Regions from separate parts of the Gossypium hirsutum genome. Here regions 2 and 3 are each linked to region 1. The links are chromatin contacts, called in public Hi-C maps. All regions are on one chromosome and are shown on one strand. The core of a region is the stretch at or near the end of the contact, and the rest is flanking DNA. Distances in the headings are between cores, read along the strand shown. Region 1 holds the start of LOC107956826 (NAC domain-containing protein 1). Region 2 has its middle 27 kb from the start of LOC107955147. Region 3 holds the start of LOC107955141.

The links. A called contact is a pair of places that touch in the nucleus more often than the background predicts.
Region 2: a Hi-C map of leaf shows a contact between it and region 1, with 2.8 times the contacts expected there. The contact joins the enhancer-like site here to the promoter of LOC107956826 in region 1. A contact is called at or near these places in 3 of 34 Hi-C or Micro-C datasets (callus and leaf).
Region 3: a Hi-C map of leaf shows a contact between it and region 1, with 2.6 times the contacts expected there. The contact joins the promoter of LOC107955141 here to the promoter of LOC107956826 in region 1. A contact is called at or near these places in 13 of 34 Hi-C or Micro-C datasets (anther, callus, hypocotyl and 3 more).

What each region holds. Positions count from the first base shown.
Region 1 is chrD04:12,228,269-12,232,850 of Gossypium_hirsutum_v2.1, reverse strand. It overlaps LOC107956826 (NAC domain-containing protein 1), which reads left to right and starts at 1,804. Exons shown (of 3, transcript XM_016892332.2): 1 at 1,804-2,558; 2 at 2,722-3,011; 3 at 3,380-3,727. The coding sequence starts at 2,324. The coding sequence ends at 3,604. It overlaps LOC121216342 (a long non-coding RNA gene), which reads left to right and starts at 4,088. Exons shown (of 2, transcript XR_005912511.1): 1 at 4,088-4,582.
Region 2 is chrD04:12,412,059-12,416,640 of Gossypium_hirsutum_v2.1, reverse strand. No RefSeq gene overlaps it. Among protein-coding and RNA genes, the nearest start is that of LOC107955147, 27 kb to the right of the region's middle. Within about 2 kb of position 2,185, at least 2 of the 9 cell types and tissues checked have an H3K27ac peak or open chromatin away from gene starts, as enhancers often do. A contact at or near this core is called in leaf, where this site is marked.
Region 3 is chrD04:12,086,983-12,091,564 of Gossypium_hirsutum_v2.1, reverse strand. LOC107955141 reads right to left here and starts at 2,160. Exons shown (of 3, transcript XM_016890868.2): 1 at 1,810-2,160; 2 at 1,097-1,434; 3 at 596-1,019. The coding sequence starts at 2,082. The coding sequence ends at 860. It also overlaps the pseudogene LOC107955139.

The sequences.
Region 1 (4,582 bases), core at 555-3,054:
AAACTTTTAAAATGTATAAATCTTTTACTCTAAAATATGCATAAAACTTTGGATAAATTATTTTATATTGTATTTAAAAATGCTTTTATTTATTTATTAGTGCTAAATATAAAATAGTTCAAAAAAATTAAAATAAGTTTTTAAATTTTTAAAAAGTTTTAAAAATTGTATATAAAAACAAATTATTTTCTTTATGGATTATCAGATGTTGCATGCATGAGTTTGCTGCTAACAGCTTAGAAAAATAAGAGGAAACTCGCCTGGTTCTGTCGACAATAGACAACGATTATATGCATCAATGTGAGTTCCTTTTTTTTTCATTGCTTGAATCACAATCTGTGCTTAGAATTCCCAGTTTCAGCATTGATTTCTCTTTTTCTTTTTTGGGTACTGAATTTGTTCTGGAAAACCCTTTTTGTTACAATGGTAGATGCATGATATGATTTGAGGGAACTGAATAAGCAAAGAGCCTTGAGTTTGATACAATACCAACAATTAGTCCTATTTAGATTCTCCTCGTGTTTTCCTTTTGATCCACAAATCTTTTCTTCTTATTATTAAAACTGTTTGATCAACAAATGTCTAAATCAATTTTTGTTAAGATTCTGCAATGTGAAGTTAGATCTTTGCTTAAGTTGAAAGTCAGGTTTTAAATTCAAATTTGTCCTGTTTACCTTGTTGAAGACCTACCTTTCAGAGATATCTATAATTCATTTTATTCTTCTCAACTAGAATGCTTTTAAAGGCACTAGAACGCCTGGAGTTTTAGAAGGACTAAAACTAAAATTTTACCATTTTGGAGGCACCTGACCCCTGGCACGGCCTCTAGTGGTCGCTTTGGCTATCACGTGGCTTAACCGTAAAAATGGGGCTCGGAATCATTTTACTCTTTTTAATTACAATAATTGCAGTGAGGCCAAATACAAAAGGCGGTTAAATTTCCCCTTTTCCACATTGATCGAAACTCATCGTAACACCCTGAGATTTGGGGGTTTATTGTATCAATCCAAAACAAAACTTGATTAAGAGGTCTAACTTAAAAAACATGTTTTACTTAAATTAGGACCTAATTGAAAAAAGGTAAAAATGAATTAAAATAAAGAGACCTAACTATGAATATTAATTATTGAATATTAAAGTAGAATGTGTTAGGAATTATGTATTGAATAAGCTAAAGAAGGGGAAAAAAAGGTAAATGTGTAAGATATTAAGGAATATGTAAGATAAGATCTAATAAATATATAGATTTAAATTAAGTAAGAAATAAGATTTAGGCTGGATGGTTAAGTAGTTTGCATGTTTCATTGAGAGACTCTATTGGAGGAAAAATTGAAAAAGGAATAGACTTAGGCTTAATGGTTAGCATGTTGGGACTATTTTGATAGTTCCCAGATTTAAACCCTTCTTTCCTTTTTATTCATAATTTTACCCACACCGTCCCAGAAAGATATCAATAGCTGTAAGCGTTGCAAAAGAGACGAGAATTTTGCAGTTGCCAAATTGTTAACCCTCTTTCCTATTTCCCTGCATTCTTCCCCCCTATCCCTTTTTTTCTTCTGTTATTTTTATAACACCTTAAAGATAATTTAAAACGATAGCCCAGTGGCTGAGGCGCCAGTCTCTCATGGGACCCAAGTTCGAAACAAGCCCACTCTTAATTCGGCGAACTTCGAAAAAATTCAGTCACGCCCCCGAACTTTGGAAAAATTGCAGCAATTCCCCGAACGTTTGTAAATCTTAGAAATTCACCCCAATCCAATCCTATCTAGATTTCATATCTTATCTTTCCTCAAAATTCAAATTAGGATAAAAATTTCATCACCTTTTTAAACTTCTTATCCTTTATTCAAATTTCAAATTAATCCTTATTCTCTTTCCCTTTTCTTTGAAAATATTTTCTCATTATTGTTGATAATTATCTTTGTACCCAAATCAAAATCAATTCTCAATTTCAAAAAAAATATTTTATTCTAAAAAAGTATTTTATCAAAATAATTTGTATATTTCAAATATTTTAAATTATTCAAAAATAATAATTTATTTTGATCACTTATCAACATAAGGAATTCAAAGTAAATTTTTAAAAATTATCCATATATTTAGCTTTTTGAATTTATTTACGAAATTTTTAAATATTTAAAATTATGAATACTTATCTTGTATATTTAATTTTATTTAATTTAAATTGTTTAAAAAAAATTGTTTTGATAATTTATAAGATAAGTTTATTGTAATGTCAGAATTCTATGTAATTTATACTTCTCTCATGTCTATAAATAAACACTTTGAACAATTATTGTAAACCCCCTAATTTGTAAATCTTATGTCTATAAATAAGTCGGCAGCCATGGAAGAAGATGGTAATCAAGAATTGATGGTACGCATGAAGGAGGCGGAAGACGAAGCGTATCTGAAGTCAATGCCGTCTGGTTTTCGTTTCAAGCCTAGAGATGATGAACTTATATTTTACTTGATGTGCAAAGCTCGTAATAAACCATTACCACCCACCAGAATCAAGGAGGTTCCACTTTACAAATATGATCCCGATACTCTTACAGGTATTTATTTCATAATCTGCATATTTTCTTGGGGGCGGTGGGGGGTTCTTTTTCTTTTGAATCGGTAAAATGTATGGTTTTTCATTTCAATCTTTATATTATGAATGAATGAAGGATTTGTGGGTTTGTTTTGTTTTGTTTTAATGATTGATATTAAACGCAGCCATAAGCGGGAACATGTCGTCAAATGGAACGATAAATGAATGGTATTTCTTCACGTCGAGAGACCGGAAGCATCCTCAGGGCAAAAGACCAAATCGAGCCGCCGGCGACGGGTTCTGGAAGGCTGTCAACTCTGATAAACATGTCAAGTCCAATGGAAAGTTAATTGGTTTGAAGAAAACCCTAGTTTATTGCAGAGGGAAACCTTCAAAAGCACAGAAAACCAATTGGATCGTGCATGAATATGTATTAAGCGATCCTCCTCAAACAACTCATAAAAATGGTCACCAGGTAACTTTTTCTTTTCTTTTCTATTCTATTTAATTTCTACATTTATACTGTTCTCGATTGTGTTCGTATCATGAGTGGCTGAATGTAACTGGAGTGAAAGGAGCTTTGGCCCCAAAATTTTGATAAATTTCATTAAACGTACAAAGTTTTTGAAAATTTAAATTAGATCCCAAAATTTAATACCACTTTAACCCCTAATATTTTTATGTGATTTTAACTTTCTTCATCCTGTATATTTATCATAAATGGAGATATGCATTTTTTTCGTTTTATGTTGCACTGCTATACATGTTTTATTAATCGTAATTCGAGTGTGAATAGTTAATGTTATTGTTGCTTATTAATTAATTATGTTTTTCATAATCCAGCTTGATGGATGGGCACTCTGTAGAGTATATAACAGAAAGCCTCAAGCCCCAAAGGTTCCAGAGAAGAGTTCTCCCCAAAATTTTGGGAGTAACAATTTGAACATCGAAAATCAGATTAAAGAGCAGAGTGCTCTCCAAAATTTTGTTACTGAAGATTTGAACTTCTCAGAATCAGATAAATTTCTTTTGTATGCTAATTTTGGCACAATAATTTATTCTTTGTAGTAGCACTGTTGACGCATTGAAATTTTTGTTTTGTAATAGTCATTGATTAATTTTTGCATGTAAATTTCGTGTCAGCAATTTTTTTAATATCATTATTAATACAAATAGATAAATAATGTAACACACTCAATTCGGCTTAAGAGGTTTGGCTAAGTCAAAGGTATTACATTTGATTACTAAAGTGGCCTAGTAAAGTCCTCCTTTTACTTGGGTTGATTTGTAGGAAAACATTCAATCATTAAGTCTTTTAAAACAATATTATTAATGTAAAGACTTTTAAAACAAACATTTATCAAAATTTGAATATTTTGTAAAACAGTATAAAACATTTATTAAAAATAATAACTAAGTAGCTTGTATGTTACCTTGAGATTCTAGTTTCAAACTCCATTCCTCATTTACTTTCCTTGTAATAACCTAGGATAAATGTCATAATAAAACAAATATGATTGGAGGAAAATCCTGATCAAAGAATATGCTTAGGTCTATTGGTTAGCATATTAGAACTAAGTTCTAAATTCTTCTTCCTCGTTTATTTATTATTTTATCCACACCGTCCCAGAGACATGAATTGTGGTGTAGGCAAACGGTGAACACGCTTTCGAGTTCCTCTTTCCCTTTTTGCTTCTATTACATTTCGGTTAAAACAATTTAAATTACAGCAACAAAACTAAAGAAAAGGTCCATAGCCCAGTGATTGAGGCGCTAGTCTCTCATGCGACCAGATTTCGGATCACGTCTATGCTTTTCTTTTGATTACTCCAACTTTGGAAAATTTTAGTCACGCCCCCAAACTTTTTAACTTTATCTTTCCTCAAAATTCAAATTAGGATAAGAATTCCATCGCCTTTTTCAACTTTTTATCCTAATTCGAATTTCGAATTAATTCTTTTCAAATTTCTTTCTATTTATTCTTTTTCCTTTTCTTTTCCATTTTTTTCTTTAAAAATATTTTCTGTTGATAATTATCTTTGTTCC
Region 2 (4,582 bases), core at 936-3,435, 180 kb before region 1:
TTGTTGAGGGAAGTTGATTCCATTGTCAGAAGTCTGCAAAGTTTTGTCCATCGGGAGCCAATGAACCCTTCAACTTGTTGATAATATCTTTGGTGGGTTTTTTTTTTCTTTTGACTCTAATGAAAGCATAGGTGCCTAAAGAGGTAGAAGGTTCATAGTGTGAGGACGCTTTGTTGGGTGCTTAATAAAATGAACCACGCGGATATACATGGTCACCCACTAAAGAAATCTCAACATTTACTCTTGGTGGGATATAAATATGTGCCCAATATGCTATAAGACACTTATAGGTAACTAGACTATCACTTGAGATAAAAGTTATAATTTTATTTTATTTTATTGTCATCTCTTTTACGGTTTGTTTCTTATTTAATGATTTTTCTATACAAATACATGTTAATTATTTAATTATAATATTAATCTTGAGATAATTTTTTACTTTTATATTTTAATAAAATTTCCATGAAATTTTTTTTAATAATGGTAACTAATTAATTTTACATAAAATAATTTAATGAATGTATCAAGATTAATATATAATTAAATTAAATATAAATTTAAAATATTTACTTTTAGTTGAAGTTGAATATAATTTTTTAATGAAAGAAGTCAAATATATTTCATTTTGTAGGATTTCATATGTAATTAAAATTTCGTTATTTTTTAATTAAAAGAGAAATGAATAAATCAAATAGAAAATGAATTGATGAATAATAAAAAGAGATAATTGTCTTTTTTTATTTAAGGTTTGCTTAGTAAATAGATTTTAAAGGGGTTTGTGGGATTTTTTTTCAAACTTGAGAGAGATAAGTAGATATTCTTGAAACTATAGGGATAATTTTACATTAAACTTGATAGGGGTAAGTGTCTTTTACTTAATTGTTAAGAGCAAGTGCTTATTCACGGATATATATATATAAAAGGGAGGGATGCACTTTGTAACTTTTATTATAACTAATATTTTAACAATCCAATTATTGAATTTATCAATATAATTGTATTTGTCATACTTGTAAATATTTGAATCAATCTGATATCTTTATCATATCGATCTAAAATAATGTTTATATTAATATATATTCAAAGTTTCAAAATTTTTACATAAAACAAATAATTAAATATTTAATTTACTCCAAACTTAACATATGTGATCTACATGAATGAAACATGAAATCTGATGATTGAATTGTGTTCAATAATTTTTTAGCTATCTTTTAACAAACCACTAATTCACTATTCACATCACACCATTTTGTTGTTAAATTTTCATACCGTAAGTTTGTGAGTTTTTTTTTCTTTTGGGTTTGTAAGTTTAGAGTTTTTTTTTTCTTATTTTTAAATTATTTCAAATATGTTTCTAAAAAGAAATTAATTTTTCATGATATTAAAGCAATATATTTAGCAATTTCTAAAGATTGGTTCAAGAGATTTGGAACTTTTCTTCACAAAAAGGTATACCTCAACAATTTTTTGTATATTTTAAAATTACTCTTCTTTCTTTTGTTTGTGATTGTGAAAATCAGTAGTGTGGTTGGTGATTCTCATAAGATTGTGTGCTGTTCAATTAATTCATAGGGATATTATTTAATTTTTACATATATTTTAGGGTTATTTATAATTCTTTTTTATCCAAACTTATAAAATATTTAAAAATATTTAAAAATAAAATATTAAAATCCTATATCAAATAGTACGAATTGATACGCATCAATACAAGTTGTATTAATCAAATCAAAATTTTTTATCAGAATAAAACTTAAATTATTTAGTATTAAAATAGTACAAACTACTATGCTTGGCCACTCCTTGATATTTTATCTTGGTTCCGTCCTTAATTATGACCCCTTTCACTTGTACTCTCAAATTATAATAATATAGAACATGGTGCATATTAATTTGTATATTATAATCATGTTTAAAATGTTATATTTATATAAATTTTCAAAAAAGATATTTTCTTTATATAAAATTTATGGTTTTCATATAATTTCTTTCATATTTGTATTATCTTTCTTTTTTTTTCTAAATTTATTTGTATTTATTGTGTTGGTGTAGCATTCCAAGTTAAAGGCGGGACTTGTGATTTGTGAGTCCAAAAAGCTACCAAGCTGGATGAGCTAAGGCTTGTCTTGAGGAGCCCATTAAACCATATGTACCCTCCTAGGCTACCACTCAATGTTTCCAGAAACCATTTAGCAGTGGTTGAAGCCATTCTAAACCATGGATTGGTCCAGGCCTAACTACCCACAAGAATGGTTGGTTGCTATTAGCTAGCCCATGCTATCACCTGGGTTTTAACTACAAGAAAAACGCAGTTGTGGTTGAAAAGGAAATAGTCAGTAAAGTTATAAATTTAGTCTTTATAATTTACAAGATTTAAATTTAAAGGCCTAACATGTTTTCTTTTATATATTATACGGATGGAGATAAGGATAACATGGTTTGAATTCGTGTCAAATGAGTGTTTAACAAAATTTTTAATTATCACTCTATACTAATTAAGACTATTGCATTTGTAATTATTGTTAAGTTGGTACAATTATTTATTTTTTGTGATAATATTTATAAAATTACAATTGTAAGTACTTGTGACAAATTTAAATGATTACAACTACTTTTGGGTAAACTATAAATGGCTACTATGAGATAAAATAGGATCATATTGGGAGAATGAATTTATCCCAAAGAGATTAATGATATCTTATGAGGGTAACACACTTATGACAAGGTCATTGGATGAGCACTTATTGAGTAGCTTTTGTAATGGTATGTAACTGGGGAGAGCTCAATCACGATATTATAATGGAATGAATTTATTACTAAGTAAGTTTATAATTAATAGGTGAAAAATTAAAATTTAATTATAAATTATTTGAGCCCTAATTATATATGTCCGCTAGCTTATTATGCAGCATCCTACCCGATGAAACCCTAGTGTTCAAACGATGTTTATGGAAGGAAGGCATAAATAGTAAGTTTTGAGTGTGTGTAAAGTATAAGAAGTTGAATAAGTATAAGAATTCTTTGAGCAAGCCTATAACGCCTCAGTTCTTGCTGGCACAAAGTCCTGCGTAGCCTTTGAAAAGTACAATTGGCGAATTTGTAACTGCCCAAGTGCTCTTTTTGAAGCATTATGGGGGCAGACACAATTGTATGTTCAAGATGTTAAGAGTTCCACGCTAGATAATTGTGAATTGATAGAAGAATAATGTGGTCAGGTAAATAGATACTGAAGGTATAAGCCCACGTTAGAAGTAGTATACCATTTTCCCCATGATACTGTACAATTTAAGTTATAACGTAAGTTGGTTAGGAACTAACCGAACGAGAACCATGATATTTAAAAGAGAAAGGGAAAGTACAGAATTAGTTTCCTCAGAATTTGTAGACCCTTGATAAGATAAGTCAGTGGTGATGTGACATTTATCAAGTTCCAATAAAGACTTTGGACTATTTTAATAGGTCTTCAAGTTGAAATAAAGGGAGTTCTCTTCTCTTTTAGAAATATTAAAACCTATGGCTGGAGGAAAGGAGAAGCATTTTTCTTTAAGCTAGATCCTAACCTCTAGATTCTTCTATAAATTTGTCCATGTCGAGGTGAGTTTTATGACTCTGAAAAGTAGATCTACATGAATGCCTAAAAAAGTAAGGCTTTGTTTATAGGTTATTTGTATTTAAGATGATGGAAAAGTTATCCGAATGAATTTTTATGGTGTTCTTTTGTTTTAAGAGGCAGTGGTTACTGTAACTCCTAAAAGGATCTTGGATCTAGAGCTCAACCTACTATACATTCTTGACAGGTGAATCCCTAAGTTAACTTTCACATGTAAGGTATTAATTGTGATGTTTCTATAGAAAATGGCCAGATTGTGAACGCTAAATGAGTCGTGCATGTATAGTTCATGAAGAAACTGATAGGTTAAGCATGAGACAGTTGTTCTAATGATGAAATGAAACTATATGAGTACTTTTGGAATGCATGAGATGATATGAAATGAAATGTATGTTAACTTATGTATGGAATCAAAGCATGAAATAATTGTTAAGTGAGTTTTTGTCTGTCTCAACGGAGTCATCTAAAAGAGTCTGTTGAGACTTTAAACACGATTCTTTGAAAGGAAAAGTCCATGGAACAATACTGTGTAAGACCATAGCTGGTGGGCTATGGCGTCATATGGAAAGACCATATTGTATAAGACCATAACTGGTAGGTTATGGCATCATATGGAAAGAACTAAATGAAGGTTATCACCTAATGGAGTTCTCTACGTGATCCAAGACAATTAGGGGCAAACCTCACATAATGTGAGTCTAAGCGAATCCCTATCGTGAACACAACATAAAATGGAAGCGTTTGTAGCAATCTATGAAATGGAAACCTTTGTAACGATCTATGGAAAGGAACGCCTTCATGGCGCCTTTTAAAGGAAGGCCCTTATGGAAATCATCTAAAGGAAACGCTTTTGTCACAGACCTTGAAAGAGAGAAATGACAAGTATGACAAACCCTGAAAGAATGATATGTAAGGCTAACTCTAAAAAATGGTAAGTATGAAAAACTTTGAACAAATAGTACGTATGGC
Region 3 (4,582 bases), core at 911-3,410, 140 kb after region 1:
ATACAGAAAGTGAAGAAACGAGTCGTTGAACAGCTACTGCGACACGGAACTTTACCTTCAGCTTCGAAAACACATCAAAATTTTAAAAATTTATCCAACATTTTTAAACTTTAAATTAATACTCAAATTTCTAACAAAAATGTTACAACTTTTTGTTTGAGCTACCAGCTCTAAGTTAGAGGGAAATGGCGGATGTGTAATATCGTAAAGCTTTTGGAAAGGACCAGACCTCAAGCGTCTCGTCGTCAAGGTTCAGTTTTTTCTGTTCCTTCCCTCTTCAAGCATTGGTTCAATTTTGATGAGTAAGATTGAAATGGGTTAATTTGGTTTCAAAGCTTATTTTTTTAAAAATTAGATTTTTAATGGGTTTTATGATGATTTTAATGGAGGAGTTTTTGGTTACTAAGAAAGTTGTGAAACTGAAAAGAAAAAGAACAGGAAAAAAAGAGAGGTTTTGATATAATCTCTACTTTGAACAAAAGAAAACATAGTTCTCTGAACTCTACTTTTGTTGATAAAATCTTTTTCCTGATGGGGTGAGTATGTTTAAATCACATAAATGATACCAATGACTTTGAGATGGCTAAAAATCAAATAAAAACAAGTCTATAGTTTATTTTTTTAGATCTCCCCTCCCAACCCTCCAATACATATTTTCACTATTCACTCACAAATATAATTTAATGGATGGATTCTTCACCATGTGAATGATAATGAAGAATGTGTACCGGAAATGGACCGAATTCTAACCCAAAAAGACGACCTAATCTCTTTAAAAATAGGTAAAACTACTCGTATCTTAGTTCATACAACAACTTGGAACGGTGCTAGTTTGACCTTACCATTTTTCATAAACTATTCATTCTTCAATGAACTTCTTGAGGTTCTTCAACCACAGAATATACTCCCGGCCATCCTTATTAATCATGTACTCGTGCAAGTAATTTGTGGTGCTCGGTTTGATTCCTCGGATCTCCAAATACTTGTGAAAAGCCTTCTGCAGGTTCTCATCCAAATCACTGCAAAACAAGAACATTAGTAATCGCATTCCATGCAAATCAATATTCCAATTTCACAATGTATCGAACAGGCTTACTAGAAATCTGGGCCTTCATAGGCGAGTTCATCCTCCGAGTTGGGATTTCGAACGGACAAACTATCTATGGTAATCTCATCAGGGTAAGCGGTACAGTTGAACTCTAAACTCGGACCATCTTTTTTTGAGACATTAACAACCAATGGGACATTTGATTTACTAGGCTTTTCAGTGTCATCATCATTGTCATCATCCGCTTCGCCTTCACCAGTGACAAGATCAGGCATGTGAACATTAACTTTGACGAGTTCACCATCATACTCTCGTGTTAATGTTATGGTTTGAAGCCCAGGAGTGTCTTCGATTTTGAAAGGGAATTCACTTGGAGTTCCTTCAGCCTGTGAAGAAACAAATTTTTTTTAAATGATTAAAAGACAATTCAAAATAAAGCATTGTTTTCAGCTTGAAAACTTAACATCAATACTAGCTATTAAGCGATTGTTCTGTTTTTTTTCCCCACAAATTCTCTCAATAACCATATTGTAAACGACTAAAAGCAGCTTCTAATTATGTTTCTCGGGTCGGATATAAGTGCTACAATGAGTGTTACCATGTTCCAAGACAGCTCTTGAATTCAATCCCTACAAGTCTTCAGTTGACACGATTTTGATTGTAAAACACCCAAAATCCAACTTCTATTTTTCCACTTACTTTTCGTACAAACCCTAAATGACAAAGAAAATGGGGAAAAGAAAAACTAATTAATTACTCACCTGATCATATTCATCACTCTCCTCGGCACACTGAATCTCAGACTCAATAACTCGGAGAAGAGACTCATCAGAAGCGGATTTTTGAGAATCAACAGCCGTTGAGAAATGTAGGGTGTTTGGGTAAAAACGGTTCACAGTAGGTTGCTGAGGCTGGAATCCATGGTTCAAGGCCGTGAAGATGCAAGAGTGGTAATTTCTCTGGACTCGGGTGAGTCGAATAGCGAGTGGTGCTAAGGAGTTAGCTGTTTTCCGGAGAATGGAAGTGAAAGCCATGGGGTAGAAAGGTTGCTAGGGTTTTGGGAACAGCTAGATTGTAGTACGTGAAGAGGGTTTTAGGTTATTTTAAAGGCAGCATTGATGTTGAGGTACTGATGGGCTATATTCAAAAGCTTCCCCTGTTGGGCCTAATTTGGTCTGGGATTGGGCAGTTACCCATAAATTCTCTAAATCTAACTTTATCCACTCGGGTTTAGCCTATTCTACAATGTCCCAACTGGATTATATGATGTTAACTCTAGGCATGGGGTCTTAACAAGCGGCTTTATTTCATTTGATTACTTATGCTTATTCGAAAGCATTGTTGTTTTTAGCATCTGTATTGATTATTCATTCCATGGAAACTATTGTTAGATATTCTTTAGAGAAAAGTTGGAATATAATTTTTATGTGTAAGAAAGCACGTGTCCATTACGATTTTAATCAAACAAATTATTAAAAATTTCAAATTTCACTAATTTCGATAAATTTGATCCAATTTCAACCAACCTTAATTTTATATTTACAATTTTTAATATTTAAATTTATTTATTATTCATGTTATTATCTATGTGTCAAAATCTAAATATAAAAATGAAAGGTTGCATAAAAAGGTTGAATTTATGTTAACCGAAACAGCAAATCTTATTAAGAAAACCATACATTTTTAAAAAAGAAAATCAATGAAACCTCAATTCTTTTGTGTAATTTCTCTTTGGATAAATTAGCTAGGTGATTATCCAACTTTTAGGTATGTTCCATTTTGATCACCCAATTTAAAAAACTTTCAATTTTATCATCAATTTTTTAAATTTTAAAATTTTAGTCACCCTGTTAAATACTTAATAGAAAGCTGACATGGGTGGTTTTTTATTGGTCTAATAATAAATTTAACTCTCCAATATTTATACATTTTATCAATTTGATCCTAAATCTAGCCATTTAGCCCTCAATATTTACAAAATTTCACAAACTTCAGTAATTTTCACAACAATGATCCTGTATTCTCTCTACTAGCAAATCGGTGAATTGCTTCCCTCTCAGCTTCTCTCCTTTCTTTTTAATTGTTTTATTTTTCTTTTCTATCTCTGCAATTTTGTGCTTTGCTTTGAAAGTTATTCAATTTTTGCACAAGAATGAAGAGAAGAAAACCCCAAAGGTAAAAATAAGAAAAAAAAAAGATGGAAAAGACCTATGCGCCCAAACGTGTTCCTTAACCAGGCCTAGTTAATTTTGGAGAAGCAAGAGTCTGAACTCTGTGTGTGTGTGTGTGTGTTTTAATGGGTTTCCCCTGTAATTTAGATAGTTGCTTCTTTTAGATATTGTTTTTCGCTACTTCAATTGATAGTTTCGTTGGTTAATTTAGTTCTTTTTGACTTATTTCTTATTGGGTTTTTTTTCTCCGATTTCCTTATGCCTGTGAAATTATCTGCACAAGTGTTTCAATTTCCCTTGAAGGGCTTGATTGTTCCACTTTTGGCTTGTTTATAAGTATGTGCCATCATCTCACACTGAAGAAGCCAAATTGGAACAAATCATCACTGATTTCTTGTAAGAGTCTTTTAGAATTAAATCGAATTTTTTTGTAAATGTAATAATTTTTTTAGAATTAGAACTAAATGATAAATTTTGTAAGCGTTGAGGGTTAAATTTGTTAAATTTTTAAATTTAAAGTTTAATTGATAAAATATACAAATATTGAAAATTTTAATTTGTTATTAGGCCAATAAAAAATTTCACTAAACTTTCCATGACTAAAATTTTAAATTTAAAAAATATTGGTGATGAAATTGAAAGTTTTTAAAGTTAAGTGATCAAATTAAAACCTACCCAAAAGTTGGGTGACCACCAGGTAGTTTACTCTCTCTCTCTCTTTTCTTTACAAAAGAAGCAGAAATACAGCAACACTAAAATCTAAGCTTCCCATGCCTAAGGGCGTCAGCATGCAGTGAAGGGAGAAGGCTGTCAGGCGGATTAGGCAAACGGACGAGCCCATTCGTGCCTTCATGCGCCAGGTTAGCGAGATGATCAGCATAATGGTTACCTTCCCGGAAAATATGCCGAACCTCCATCACCCATCCCTCTCGTATCAAGTCCAAGCAATCACCAATATACATATTTAATAGATGCTGATGCTCATAAGATCCGAGACAGCAGCTAAACTACCCATAACTCGTCTAACTCAACAATCTAACGAGCTACCCTGAACTCCTTGGCTAACCGCAAATCACCTTGAACACCCCCACAACTCCGGTGGAAGGCTGTCCGTACGTCCGATCTTTAGCATGAACCCATGCACCCAATTTCCATCTGCACTGCACAGCAAGCCACTAGCAGTCACTAAGGCCCGAACAAGAACACACCGCCCCATCCGTATTCAAGTTTTCTAATAACAGGGTACCATTTGAAGATTTGACCATTCCTTGTCCCCTTCAGGTCAACTTGGAACCCCTGCGACAATCTTTTATTAGATAAATTAGTTAGTCTAATGAGTTTGATCTTTTCTCGAATTAAGCTC